2 separate regions of the Sus scrofa genome follow, and region 1 is linked to region 2. A link is a contact called in public Hi-C data. All regions are on one chromosome and are shown on one strand. Each heading gives the region's core, a stretch centred on a gene start, on an enhancer-like site or on the middle of the called end of the contact. The rest is flanking DNA. Distances are from core to core; before and after follow the strand shown. Region 1 overlaps TASP1 (threonine aspartase 1). Region 2 overlaps SPTLC3 (serine palmitoyltransferase 3).

What was found. Hi-C and Micro-C count contacts between places; a contact is called where the count stands out from the background.
Region 1: a contact with region 2 is called in a Hi-C map of omental adipose tissue, with 1.8 times the contacts expected there. The contact joins two enhancer-like sites. A contact is called at or near these places in 19 of 47 Hi-C or Micro-C datasets (alveolar macrophages, embryonic fibroblasts, epiblast stem cells and 11 more).

Annotation. Positions count from the first base shown.
Region 1 is chr17:22,255,491-22,262,402 of Sscrofa11.1, forward strand. It overlaps TASP1 (threonine aspartase 1), which reads right to left. Exons shown (of 13, transcript XM_021078004.1): 9 at 2,430-2,549. Among named protein-coding and RNA genes, the nearest start is that of TASP1, 99 kb to the right of the region's middle. Within about 2 kb of position 1,296, at least 2 of the 83 cell types and tissues checked have an H3K27ac peak or open chromatin away from gene starts, as enhancers often do. A contact at or near this core is called in omental adipose tissue, where this site is marked.
Region 2 is chr17:21,848,346-21,854,901 of Sscrofa11.1, forward strand. The region is part of intron 8 of SPTLC3 (serine palmitoyltransferase 3); the gene reads left to right. Among named protein-coding and RNA genes, the nearest start is that of SPTLC3, 82 kb to the left of the region's middle. Within about 2 kb of position 3,831, at least 3 of the 83 cell types and tissues checked have an H3K27ac peak or open chromatin away from gene starts, as enhancers often do. A contact at or near this core is called in omental adipose tissue, where this site is marked.

The DNA.
Region 1 (6,912 bases), core at 46-2,545, 400 kb after region 2:
GTGAGCTGTGGTGTAGGTTGGAGACAAGGCTCGGATCCTGCGTTGCAGTGGCTGTGGTATAGGCCAGCAGCTACAGCTCCGATTAGACCCCTAGCCTGTGAACCTCCATATGCTACGGGTGTGGCCCTAGAAAAGACAAAAAAAATATAAATAATGTATTGGGGAAATTAAAAAAAATTTTAATGAAAAATATTAAAAAAATAAAATGTATCTCAAAATATCTAGTTTCAGCACATTTTTAAAAAATAGTCCTTGATTTTGTAAATAATTGTTTGTGTATTTTGTTTCGTGCTGTCCCATCAAGAAGAACAGCCCTTGACCTCTCGTCTGACGCTGCCATGTTTCCAGGCTTATGTCCTCTCCTCCGTCTGAGCAATAAACCCAAGTAAGAACTGCATCCCTGAAAGCACCATGACCCCTCTCTCCTCCACACCTTTTCCTAATTCTTCAGCTCTCACAAACTGTGCATTCATAAACTAGCCAACCAGGGCAAATCAGTATGTAAAGGTTGTTTTTTTTTTTTAATTCAGGTATTACTGACACACATTACATTAGTTTCAGGTGTACAAAATAATGATTCTCTATTTGTCTGTATTGCAAAACGATCCCCACAATTAGTCTAGTTCATATCCATCATCAGACACACTTACAGAGGTTTATTTTTTTTAATTTTTCTTCCGTTGTGATGAGAACTTTTAAGATTTACTCCCTTAGCAACTTTTAAATGTGTACGTGGAAGTTTTATGGTGTTTCTTTTTCCAGGACAACCCCACGTGCAGTGGCAGAATGGCTTTCAAGATTGTTCAGTGTAATATCCTGCTAACATAGTCCAGAACTATCGTCGGATCTGTTGTTGCTATTTTGCTAACCAAAACAAACACAAACCAGTGAGAAAGTCATGGGAACTGTAATGCAATGAAGGCGGCCTTGCTGGCTTTTCTCCCTCTTTCTCCACCAAGGCATCCAAATCTGATATGCCAAGCGTGGTTTTCTTATTCCAAACTTGACAAATACACAGGGCTTTATAACGTGGAAAAAAATACCATGACCAGACAAAGGCTTTTTATAATGAGTTCAAAGCACTGTACACATGTTAAGTAATCATTCCTCATAAATCCCCTTGTATGGTGGGCAAAGAGTAGCACAAAATTATTATTCCCTTCCCCTTCCCACCATAGGACTATGAGTGGCTTGTCCACAATAAAGGGCAAAACAGGGAATGTCACGTGGGGCTTTGCAAAGATGTCCTCTATGAATTAGATCACTCTGCTCCAAGCACTCACTAACCACCAAGTCCAAAGCAACTGTGACAGAGACTCTTCTTCCAACATGGGAGGCAAAGCACACAGAACATGCCAAATGGCGCTCCAGATGGAATACGAGAAACAAATACTGTGCTTCAACACACTCTGTGCAACTACTTTAACAGACTCCTCAAGGGTGTCCAATTCATATTTCATTTAACAAATATTCATTAACCCCATAAGTAACACGCCAAATTGGTTTATACTCAAAGGGGTTATCAGATCAAATGGATTGTTACATTTCATTCTCACTATAGTACTAAAGGCTGGAGCTGGGAAGTCGGGGGTGAAGATGACATACAAGTGAACTGGGAATAAGCCAGCTGCACATAAATTAGACCCTTTTTATATCTGGATTTCTTGAGTGGTATGGCATACTGGTGACTTGAAATACTAGCGAGTCTATAAAATAGCTGAAATGTTTAATTGGAGGAGGGATTAGAGGGTCAAAATGTTACTGTTCCTGGAATGAAGGAAATAAAAAAAATGCATTTTCCCACCTGAAAAGCAGGCAGCTCCTGAAGAGAAGGACATTTACAAAGAAAGAAAATGGAAGTCTATACAAATTTACTAAATGTCTAATAAATGCCCAGGCCAGTACCCAACCTACTGAAAGGAGCAAAACACAGCATCACCAGTTGAAAAGATCAGAAAGAACACAACAGGGTTTTAATCTTAGAAAGAATCCGGAACAAGTCTTTGATGGATGATTTATACTACATAAATGTTAGGAAAAAACATCATTTATTTTTCCTAAGGAAAAAAAAATGTCTCTACAGTTTTAAAAACTTGTGAGCTAGAAATTCCATGTTTCAACTTGGAAAGCTAGTTTAAAAAACAGAGTTCCCAGTGGCTCAGCGATTAACAAACACGACTAGGATTCATGAGGATACATGTTCAATCCCTGGCCTCGTTCAGTGGGTTAAGGATCTGGCATGACCACAAGCTGTGGCATAGGTACCCATTGTGGCTCAGATCCCATGTTGCTATGGCTGTGATGTAGGCCTGCACCTGCAGCTCCAATTCAACCCCTAGCCAGGAGCTTCCGTATGCCACTGGTGCAGCCCTAAAAATATATACATAAATAAAAATACATTAAAAATAAAAAGCCCCATAATTACTTACCTGCCCAACTCTCCCTGGATGTTTCAAGGCCAAGCCTCCACTGGAGACAGCAGCAGCCACGTTCCCTTCGTGGTCCACAACCACAGCGCCCACCGTATCCAAAGTGCCTGTGTCGTTCTCCTGCAGGGCAAAATCGGCCTGAGCATTTGCTAAGCACGGTGTGTGACCATGACAGGACCATTGGGGGCAGCACTTTTTAGGACAATTGTGATATAAGAGAACCCGAGCTCGTCTTTAACTGGAACATTCAGCAGTCCCCTGAAATTCTCCACTATGAAATTGCCCCTTAAATCAGGTTAAAGTCAAAACTCATTTTCCAGTAAGAAATCCTGAACCAAGAGCATCTGGTTGCTTTTCTCTAATAACAAGCCCAATGTGTCTTTCTAAGAAAAAGAAAAAAAAATTAATACAAATCGCAGAATATTACAGTATCTCCTTAATCTGAAAAATTAAGTTCATGATTGAGAATTTGTAGAGGAAAAGATCTATGGTATAAGTGGACTAATAAAGGTCCTTATTAGTATTTTTTAACTATGATATACAAATTCCTAAAAGTTAATATAGTCAGCACAATAAATGAAGAGAGTGACATTTCTAGTCTTGAAGTAGCCCATGTTATAATTTTATTTTATAATTCCTCCCTTGCGAAAAGCTTTATGGCATGCTCCTTTCTTTGCTATATTAAAAATGTGCTTGCCAATTGTATGGCAAAAAACTGCACATTCCTGGGAGGCATCTTTGTGTTTCTGTGTCTTTTTCCAAGTCCCACATGCGTAAGGCATTTCATACATAGTGACCACAAGCAGCTGTCTCCTACCTCGAAGATTTCTAGGTCACCTGGGCAAGGCAGACAAACTTAACACTGCGGGATAAAAATCAGAAGTAAAAGAGTTTCCATCATGGTTTAGCGGTTATCCACGAAGATGCAGGTTCGATCCCTAGCCTCACTCAGTGGGTTTAGGATCCAGCATTGCTGTGAGCTGTAACGTGGGTTGCAGATGCGGCTCGGATCCAGCGTCGCTATGGCTGTAGTGGAGACTGGCAGCTGTAGCTCCGATTTGACCCCTAGCCTAAGAACCTCCACATGCCATGGGTGCAGCCCTAAAAAGGAAAAAAAAAAACCAGAAGGGTAGAGGGGGAAAAGTTTCATGAAAAATTATCTCTTTTTCATATATGAAGAAGGGCTAAAAAAAAAAGGAAGAACAAAGAGAAAAAAAAAGAAAAATAAGGGCTACTACAGGTCTTTAGGTTCAAAGTGGTCACGATGGTCTTTTAGGGTCCTGGTGCCCTGGAACCTGAGGCTCCCACCCTCACTTCCCACCTCAAGTATGTGTGAAAGAGCCAAATAACCACATTTGATAAGACCAGCTCTTCTTCCTCTGTGGTTTATGCTTATGCTACAGAGCAAGACGGCATTTGTGCTGAGGGGTCCCTGGCTGAGTGGGTTCCGAAATGCCACAATAAGGCCATCCCCAGAAAAGTCATTGGGCTCCCAGGACCACCTCAGAAGTTGAGCAATACTGAAGAGTTTGGAAATAGTGGAAGCAGAATGCAAACAAAAGATTTTTCCTTTTATTCCTTTTGCTTTTTTAGGGCCGCACCTGTGCCATATGGAAGTTCCCGGACTAGGGGTTGAATGGGAGCTGCAGCTCCAGGCCTATACCACAGTCACAGCAATGTGGGGTCCAACCCGCATCTGCAACCTACCATAGCTCATGGCAATGCTGGATCCTTAACCCACTGAGCAGGGCCAGAGATCGAACCCAAGTCCTCATGGATACTAGTCGGGTTCATTTCCGCAGCACCACAATAGGAAATCCAAAAGATTTTTTCTTAAAGCCAACTAAAACATTAAGAGCCAGAAACTGCCACAAGGAGTAGTACATTAAGTCTACTAGGAGCAGGTACATCTAGACATTTACATATTCTTTGACTTCTGCTCTAAAAAATGGTCCCCATAAATATACTAACACACTACGGCAGTACTTACTTTGCTAGAACAGGTGTAACTGACTGAAATGAGTGCCATATCCCTATGCTCCCTTTTCACCACAGCTGGGAGAGAAGTCCAGCCAATGGGTTGACGTGGCCATGTCCCAGCATATCACAGTCCCACTGGTGGCAGGTTGTCTGACTTTCAAGGACCATTCCCTAGCCTGACTGTAAACTCTCTGAGGAAAGGTCTGATCAACTCTGCTTTGTTTTGCACAGAGCAGGCAGTCAGGACATGCTATTCTTTAATTGGGAGTAAATAAATCATGTCAGCATCCTTGGTGTTGCAAAAACAAGCCTAACAAGTGACCATTCTAACATCAGGGCCTCAGTTTTTCACCCCCTTCTCTCAAGATTCAATTTCACACAAGCCCAAGAACCACCCTTCTTAGGGAAGATTCGCAATAGTCTGGTTCATGCTCTTGGTATAGACAGAGTGAGGTCTGTCACCTGTGGCAGGTAAGATGGAAGCACCAAAGTAAAGAAATGCATCAGACACATTATATTCCAGAAAAGAGGCATGATACGGAAGAGAAATGTACTTTACAGGTGAACACATTTTGTTATTCTCAGAAGTAACTCCAAAATCTTTATGTTCTTGTGACCTCAGATAGAGACTGTTGTGTTCAGGTGCCAAGTCTTTTGTCATCGACAGGGGGGGCTTCTCAAACCTCAGTGTGCATACAAACCATCTGGAGAGTCAGTTTAAATGCAGATTCTGATGGAGTAATCCAAAATCAGTCAAAACTGTACATCTAACAACCTCACCATAATGCTGAGGCTGATGTTACTGGTCCATGGACCCTACTTTGAGAAACAAGGTCTGACAGCATCCTACAAGATCACGATCAGCCAGTGTCTGCTCTACCTATCCTATGGCAAATAGTTTTATGGGCACAAATCTGCTGGAGGAGGAACTTAAAACACCCAAGACCAACATTACATCAGCATGAAAGTTTAAGCTCTATGGTGCTCACTATCAATTGTCAGCATAGCACCATTACTATACCACCAGGAACATACTATAAAGTATTTTAAAGTAGGATCTTCTTGATCTTACTGGTTCTTTTGGAAACACAACTCTCGTACAAATAAAGAGACACTGTAGAATAACTTTCATCAAAAACAGCAACAAAGTCAAGAAAGGGTATTCTGTATTAGCTCTTTTTTATTAACTGTGACTGCTGATTCTACTCAAACATTCTATAAAATAGAATTTTACTAAGGGGGATATGGTAACACATGCACAATGATATACATTATCTGTGAACAATTCTCTTCACATTTGAATCATGATGTTATGAACTATAACGCTTTCCCCTAACCAAACTACTGTGGAAAGACACAAAAGGATTATATATAGATGGATTTGCTATAACTTTTCAAAAGTGAAAAATCAAGCAAGAAAACAGAGAATCCTGTTCCAAATTAAGCTAAGTACTCCTAATGGCTTGCAACACCTGCAACAATCGGAATTACTTCATAAATATTCAAGAATTAGTTCACAGATTTCACATACTGAAAAGCAAATTTAAGGATGATGAAGTAATATTTAACCCATTTTTATGAAGTGCAGATAAATTGAGTGAAAGACAAACACTGGTATTTTGGCTACAATAATTTCACAGAGCTTGTTTGTACAGAAATGAAATCTTAGAAAGCTTAAAAAACACACAAAGACTGTTATTATACAGAGCTACTATTATACTCTTACACTCCATAAATACTTAAAACTACATGTACCACATAGATACACGTGTACCTATTGTCCTTGACTGAAACATGTTATTTGCATTATTTTTTTTTATAAAATTGTGACTACAAAGCAATGGCATAAATTGTAGTTCCCGTCAGAATAAACACAGGTATATAAAGTTGGCCTAGAGATTGCATATGCTGTGAAAAAGACTGAAATAAAACTTTCTCGAACACCAATAAGCTAGTAATTTGTCTTGGGCTTAATGTCAAAAGTTTTTCTTTTTCTTCTTTTCCTTTTTTTTTTTTTAATATGGGCTGTTTTGTTTTGTTTAATTTCATTGGACTATAGTTGACAAAAGTTTTTCTTTTCCTCACTCCAAACTGGAGATGTCTATTACATGGTTATTGTTAGAATTAAATTAAGTACCACATGTAAAAGAATAAACCCCTCAGAGCAAAGTGCAGATATTTTCCACATGAAAACGAAGCCTCTGACCTGCACTCTAACTCTGAAACCTGCCAAGAGACACCATGTATCAGTTACTTATTAACTTGGTCTTTCTTCTATAGAGAATTACTCAAATATCAAACAGCTAAAGTACAAGAATAATATCTCAAGTATGTAAGTGCATCCCGAAACTGGTTTATGGTGGGATTATCCTAAGACAATAAAAAATACAGAAATACATATTTTTTTAAAAGACACCAACCTTCCCAATACACCTTTGTTATGCTGGTGAGCAGCATTATAATTGGCATGAGCTTCCAGTTGAGGAACGCAGCTGACCTACCC
Region 2 (6,556 bases), core at 2,581-5,080:
TATCTGCAGCCTATACCACAGCTCACGGCAATGGTTGGATCCTTAACCCACTGAGTGAGGCCAGGGATGGAACCTTCGTCCTCATGGATGCTAGTCAGATTGCTTTCCACTGAGTCATGATGGGAACTCCCTGGAAATGTCTTTTTAAAAGATTTTTCTCTCCCACAAATGTGGGTAAGTTGTGGGTCAGAGCTTGTCATCCTCTAATGTCTTTTCCACCTGACTTAAGATTCTGATCTGATGGGATGAGACTAAGGAAGCGTTAGCCCCGTGCTTCTAGTGCCAGTATTACCAAGGGCACTGCCAACATAAAACAAATGCTATCACATTTAAAATGGATAAGCAACAAGGTTCTGCTCTACAGCACAGGGAACTATATCCAGTCTCTTGGGATAGAACATAATGGAAGATAGTGTGAGAAAAAGAATGTATATAGATGTATGACTAGATCATGATGCTACAGAGCAGAAATTAAACAACAATGAGTATAGTAAATCAACTATACTTTAAAAAAAATGCTTAAAAGAATTTTAAAAGAAGAGGGAAAGGAAGGAGAGAAAGAAAATGAAATTAAACCCAGGTTTGGTAGTTCCTGTTGTGATTCAGCAGGTTAAGAACCCAACTAGTATCCATGAGGATGAGGATTCGATCTCTGGATACACTCAGTGAATGAAGGATCCGGTGCTGCTGTGAGCTGTGGCATTGGTCTCGAACATGGCTCAAATCTGGTGTTGTCGTGGCTGTGCTGTAGGCTAGCAGCTGCAGTTCCAATTTGGCCCCTGAGAACTTCCAAATGCCACAGTTGTGCCCCCCTGCAAAAAAGGGGAAAAAATGGGTTTGAGGTTTTAAAAAGTCAGTTATCTGCTCCCTTATATGAAAATTTTATCCAAATCCTAATGGCTACACCTCCCACAGGCCTACACCTGTCTCAAAGAGATGATGAGGGGGTGTTGGCTCCACTCAGGGGGACTCAGAAGACCCAAAAGCAAGTGGCTCAATGATTTCCCTAAATTCCGGATTCCTTACTTGTTGTCTCCAGCAGAAACAGGAGTTCAGACTACCGGTAAATCGTAAATCGTTTAGACAAACCAGGGAGTAGAGCCGAAAGTGATCTAGTCATTGAAAGCCTATGATTTAAAGTAACAGTTTTTAATGCAGCTGATTGCCCTGCCTTGAGAGGTACAAATGCTGAAAACGCTTAGAGCTTTCAGTGGTCTTTACCCTTCAATAAGCATTACTTTCTACCCAGCTCAAAGTTTTGCTCTTTATGGTTCCTCCACGGGCCTGTGGGAATTAGCTGGGTGATGCTAAAAACATAGGGAATGCCCAGGATCTTACACAATTTTAAAGCTAAATCTGTCGAGAGGTTAACAGTTCTCTTCCTTGACTGTCACAGCAATGGGATGAGAGCATCTTTAATTCAGGAGCACTCTCACACAGGCTACTTGGCTTTGTGAGCTTGTGGTTTTGTGATTACTTTAACAGCAGTTCTGAACTACAAAATTTTTAATCAAGCGTAACTCTGTTTCCTGAACCAAAGGCACCTGAATAAACGGAAGTCAGCAGATCTTTGAAATGTGTCAAATTTGGGAGCCGTCACAAGGTTCCACTCAGATTCCCCTTTAAACCAAGGCTCCCGACCACCAGAAGTTAGGACAAGCTGAGTATGGTTCTCCCTCAGACTCTATTTGCCCTTGTCGGGGGAACTGCTCTTGATTTGGGGAAGATACTAAGCAATTGTGAAAATTATTATTTACACTAATTGGGATGAAGAAAAAGTATGTAGATCTTTTTTTGCTCTTTAAAAAACTCATTCCGTGCATACTTGGACCCAGAGGGCTGCATCATTTCCCTTTCTCCCCCTCTTCTCACCCTCCCCCCTTACTTTCCCCTCCCCTCTTCCCTGCCCCTCCCTCCTCCATATTACACTGCAGCCTCTGAATTTACCACTAGATGGCAGCAAGAATTAGAGAGTGTTTGGCTGAGACCCATATGTCTTTACTGAGACTTGCTGCCCTGAAACAGCAAAATGCAAAATAGGGCAGTTTTCAAGACCGGGAGAGTGTGCAGGAAATAGGAGGCCATTCAAAAAAGTGTCTGGGTGTTTAGTCTCCTGATGACTTAAAAATCAGATAAACACCCATTTGGAATCAATTTGATGAGACTGTGATAAATCCAGGTAAACTGTGGTTTCCTTCCAACCTAATGAACCCGTGAGTTAATGGAACGTATGTATCTGCTCTTCTGTACATTTAAGTTGATAAATTATGTTAATTTTAAATTATGTGTAGTTTCCATTTAAATCCAAGTTTTTATTCCCCTGGACATGGATTTTGAGAAGAATTTTCACTTTGAGCCTTTTTTAAAAACTATACTTCTTAATTGGTAGGTCATAGAATTGGGCAAATGCTAAAGATCTTTGTTTGAAAAAAAATCTCCCTGCTATCCATTTAAACATTTTGAGTTCAGTTTTCAGAGTTACATCATCATGTTTTTTCTGGATATTTGAAAATATTTCCATTTGGGGGAGTACTGCAAAAGCCCCAGCATTCTAGATACTAGATACTACAAAAGCCCAAACACATTAATCACAAAGGATGTTAAACTGCACAATAGGATCTTACATTTTTCTGAAATCTTAATAATTTCAAGTTCACTACATGGATGGGCTTCCTAGTAAATCTTGATATTTAAAACTAATCACTTGGGTCCAAAACTCTAGAGAGGGACAAAACCGTTCACCTTATCTTAATAATTCTCTTTTTAAAGTCAGTGTCAGTGGTAGTGGTAGAGGGACTATATTCCCAATAACAATTTCTAGAAGGTTCTAGAAATCCTTTTGGAGTAGGTCAAGGTCAGAACTGCATGCCTTAGCAACCAGATGCGTCACAGAAGAAATTATACTTAGAAACGCACAAGAGAAAAATTGGTTTGGTGCTAAGATACAACCACAGAGAGAAGAGATTTTGGTTGTGGCTTCAGCCTTCTCTAAGAAAATGTCCTACAAATTCATCTCCACCCTTGGAGTTGACTGCCCTGGCCAGACCTACTCTCCCCACCTCAGGGAAACTGCTAAATCAGTCTCTCAAGAGCCAGCAAGGATTTACTGTTTTGCCCACTGTGGATTTAGAACTGCTATAGATGATCTGTGAATGGCCCATCTTGAAGCTTTTGTTCTTTCATAACCTTCAGTGGAACATCAGGTACTTCTATCCACCTCTCAGAGCTCCATGAATGGAGGCTTCTTCTTCTTCTGTTTCTTCTTCTTCTCCTTCTCCTCTTTCTCCTTCTCCTTTTCCTCCTCCTCCTTCTTCTCCTCCTCCTCCTCCTCCTTCTTCTCCTCCTCCTCCTCCTTTTATTTCAGCCATGCCTCCAAGCATGCAGAAGTTCCCCAGGCCACAGGTGGAACCCACAACACAGAAGTGACAAGATCAAATTTTTAACCTGCTGAGCCACCAGAGAACTCTCTGAAGAAAACCTGAGCTGGATAGTTTCCTTATTTTTATTTTTAAATTTGCGTCAATTCAGTTGCTGAGGAGACGGGTTCAACGTCATAGACTCTAGTTTTGGCGGGGGGCGGGGGGGGGTGTCCAGATTTTTTAACCAGCATGGATCCTGTGTCCTTTCACATGCCTGGGGATGACACTGGCTTTCACAGCCTCCACAGACTGACCAGAGATTTGCAAACGAAGGAAGGAAAAATAGCCCTCAGGCCTGATAAGCTGCCGGGTTGAGATTCTGGAAAAGAAGTGGGGCAGGGCAGGCAGGATTGGTGGGAGTGTTAGACCCAGAAGTCTGGGTGCCAGAGGGAGGCAGAAGCCAGTTCTGCTCTGTGTGCTCAGCCCAGGCTGTCTTTACCAGCCCTTTGAAGTAAATGGGGGTCATGGAATAAACTCCAAGATGTTTATTCTAAGAGCCTCCTGTCTGATTTCCCCAGAAAAGCCACCCTTGTCTTTGAACTCCAGGCTTGGGGTTTTGCACTTACTAATGGCCTTAGAAACTCAGTCTGAGGAGACCTCTAACCTGCCTTGAAGGAAAACACAACCCTGACTCTCCTTGTCAAAGAATGAAGCCAACTCTTAACTACGGCTCATGGCACCCAGTGGACAATAATAGGAAGGAATCAGAAACCAGGAACTAAGGTTTCCGAGGCTCTGTGGGAGTTACTCTAGGAGCCCCACTTTCTGTACCAAGCAAGCAAGTGAGCTCCCATTCACGCACTCCAACTCTGAGAGAAATAAGATTATGGGCAAGATAGTCTCAACGTTAAAGGGAAGAGATACTATGCTGATGAAGCACTTATAAAACTAAGGGTGCACATGACCTTGGCTTTGTGAAATATCTGATTTGCAAAGGGAAATTGGAGTTTGGAGACATAAAGAGCCCGTTAGGGATCAAAGGCAACTTTGTATTATTTCTTCGGTTTTTGTCAGTGATGCCCCAAGGCTACACGAATATCACTACACCTCTTCCTAAGAATGCTGCTTAGTACTCCCTTCTATACACCAGGGACCTTCACCATCCTTCCTCGGTCCCTAAAACCCCTCTGCTTTCCACTAGACCATCAGTATTTTACCAGGCCCCCTCTAAATAGCCACCACTATGGATTTTAAGAGAGTGTATAAGAAAGTATATAACTCAAGAAGGTTTCAGGTTTTTTGCAGAAGTAAAAGTTAATAGATATGAAAGAGTTTGAGACTGATGCAATTCTCTGGTTTAGTACCATGAACACGGGAGTGTAATAGGAACTCTCCCCTTCCCCTGCTTCTCCAGAAGCACAATCTCTGTGGATTAAGGAAAGCACAACAGGGGTAAGGAGCTGTGAAGGAGGCTTGTCTGTGCTCTCCTGGGTCCTCCCTCACCCCATGCCAAGCCAACTCCTCTGATCTGAAGAAGTAATATAGTATAGTGCACATGGCAGAGGGATGCTAGAGCCAAACTCTGTGGGTCCACATCCTTGTTATCCAGCCAGTTTGGGGCTGGATCATTTTCTGATCTGGTCTGTAATTCAGTGATCCCACCTATCAAATGGAAATTAAAATAGTACCTACCTCAAAGCATTATTGTGAAGCTAAAATGAGTTAATACATAGAAAGTTCTTCAAATTGAGACTTATGCAGCTGATGAACATTAGCTTGGGGTCTATCAGTGAAATCATCAGCTCTGCTACCTCTGTAGTCATGTAGTCTGCCACAGGTCTGGGTCCTTTCTTTATTTTTTACTTATGTATTAAAAGTTTGTTTGTTTTTGTTTTATTTTTGCTTTTTAGAGCCCCACCTGAGGCATATGGAGGTTCCCAGGCTAGGGGTCTAATCTGAGCTACAGCTGCCGGCCTATGCCACAGCTGCAACAACGCCAGATCCAAGCTGCCTCTGCAACGTACATCACAGCTCATGGCAATGCCGGATCCTCAACCCACTGAGCAAGGCCAGGGATTGAACCTGCAACCTCATGGTTCCTAGTCGGATTCGTTTCTGCTGAGCCACGATGGGAACTCCCTATTTATTTATTTATTTATTTATTTACTTATTTATTTATGGCCTCCCTCATGGCATATAGAAGTTCCTGGGCCAGGAATTGAATCTGAGCTGCAGCTGGAATCTAAATGCCTCTCTTTTCCTTTTCACTCTTACCCAATAAGGCAGTTCTGGGCTTAAAACCTTTGGTTTGTTGTTTGGGTCTATTAATATGAGTCACATAACCTAACAGCATTCCCCTCTGCAAAAGGAGGGAGCTGCAATAAAGACAGTCCAAACTTTTATATTGTGGTCCTCTCCTCCCACCCCATGCTTCCATTTTTAAGAATCTCTGAGTTGGCAACCCATCAACAATAATTGCCAACAGCACCAGGAATTCACTTTACACCTGATGCTTTTTTTAAAAAATTAATTAATTAATTAATTTTCTACTTTTTAGGGTCCTTATCTGAGGCATATGGAGGTTCCCAGGCTAGGGGTCGAATCAGAGATACAGCTGCCAGCCTACACCACAGGCACAGCAACACCAGATCCGAGCTGCGTCTGCAACCTACACCACAGCTCATGGCAATGCCAGATCCTTAACCCACTGAGCAAGACCAGGGATTGAACCCGAAACCTCATGGTTCCTAGTCAGATTTGTTTCCACTGTGCCACAATGGGAACTTGTCATTTAAGGGAATCTCCCTTACCCACTCATGCTGGCCAGACCTCCTCTCTTTCCTCTGTATTCTGTTCGCCCTACTGCATATACTAGTTTGCGTGGCTTTTTACTTTTCTTGCCATTACTTCTCCATGGGCAGGAATACATCTGATGTAATATGTTAAGGGCAGAAAACACATCCCTTCAGACACTTCTGAACACTCAACCAGTGCTTGGATAGGCTAGGTACTCAAGCAAATGTCTAGGAAACCATTTTTCTTTTGCACATCTGGTTTTGCCTTACAGCTCTCAACTCCAAATTCTCAGCATCCCATGTTTGTATACTTTCTAGGTTTTTGAAGGAGAGATGAAGAGGAAGGGATAGAAAAAAAATAGTTTGGTGATACCCACGGACGATCTAACTACATTCAAGAAT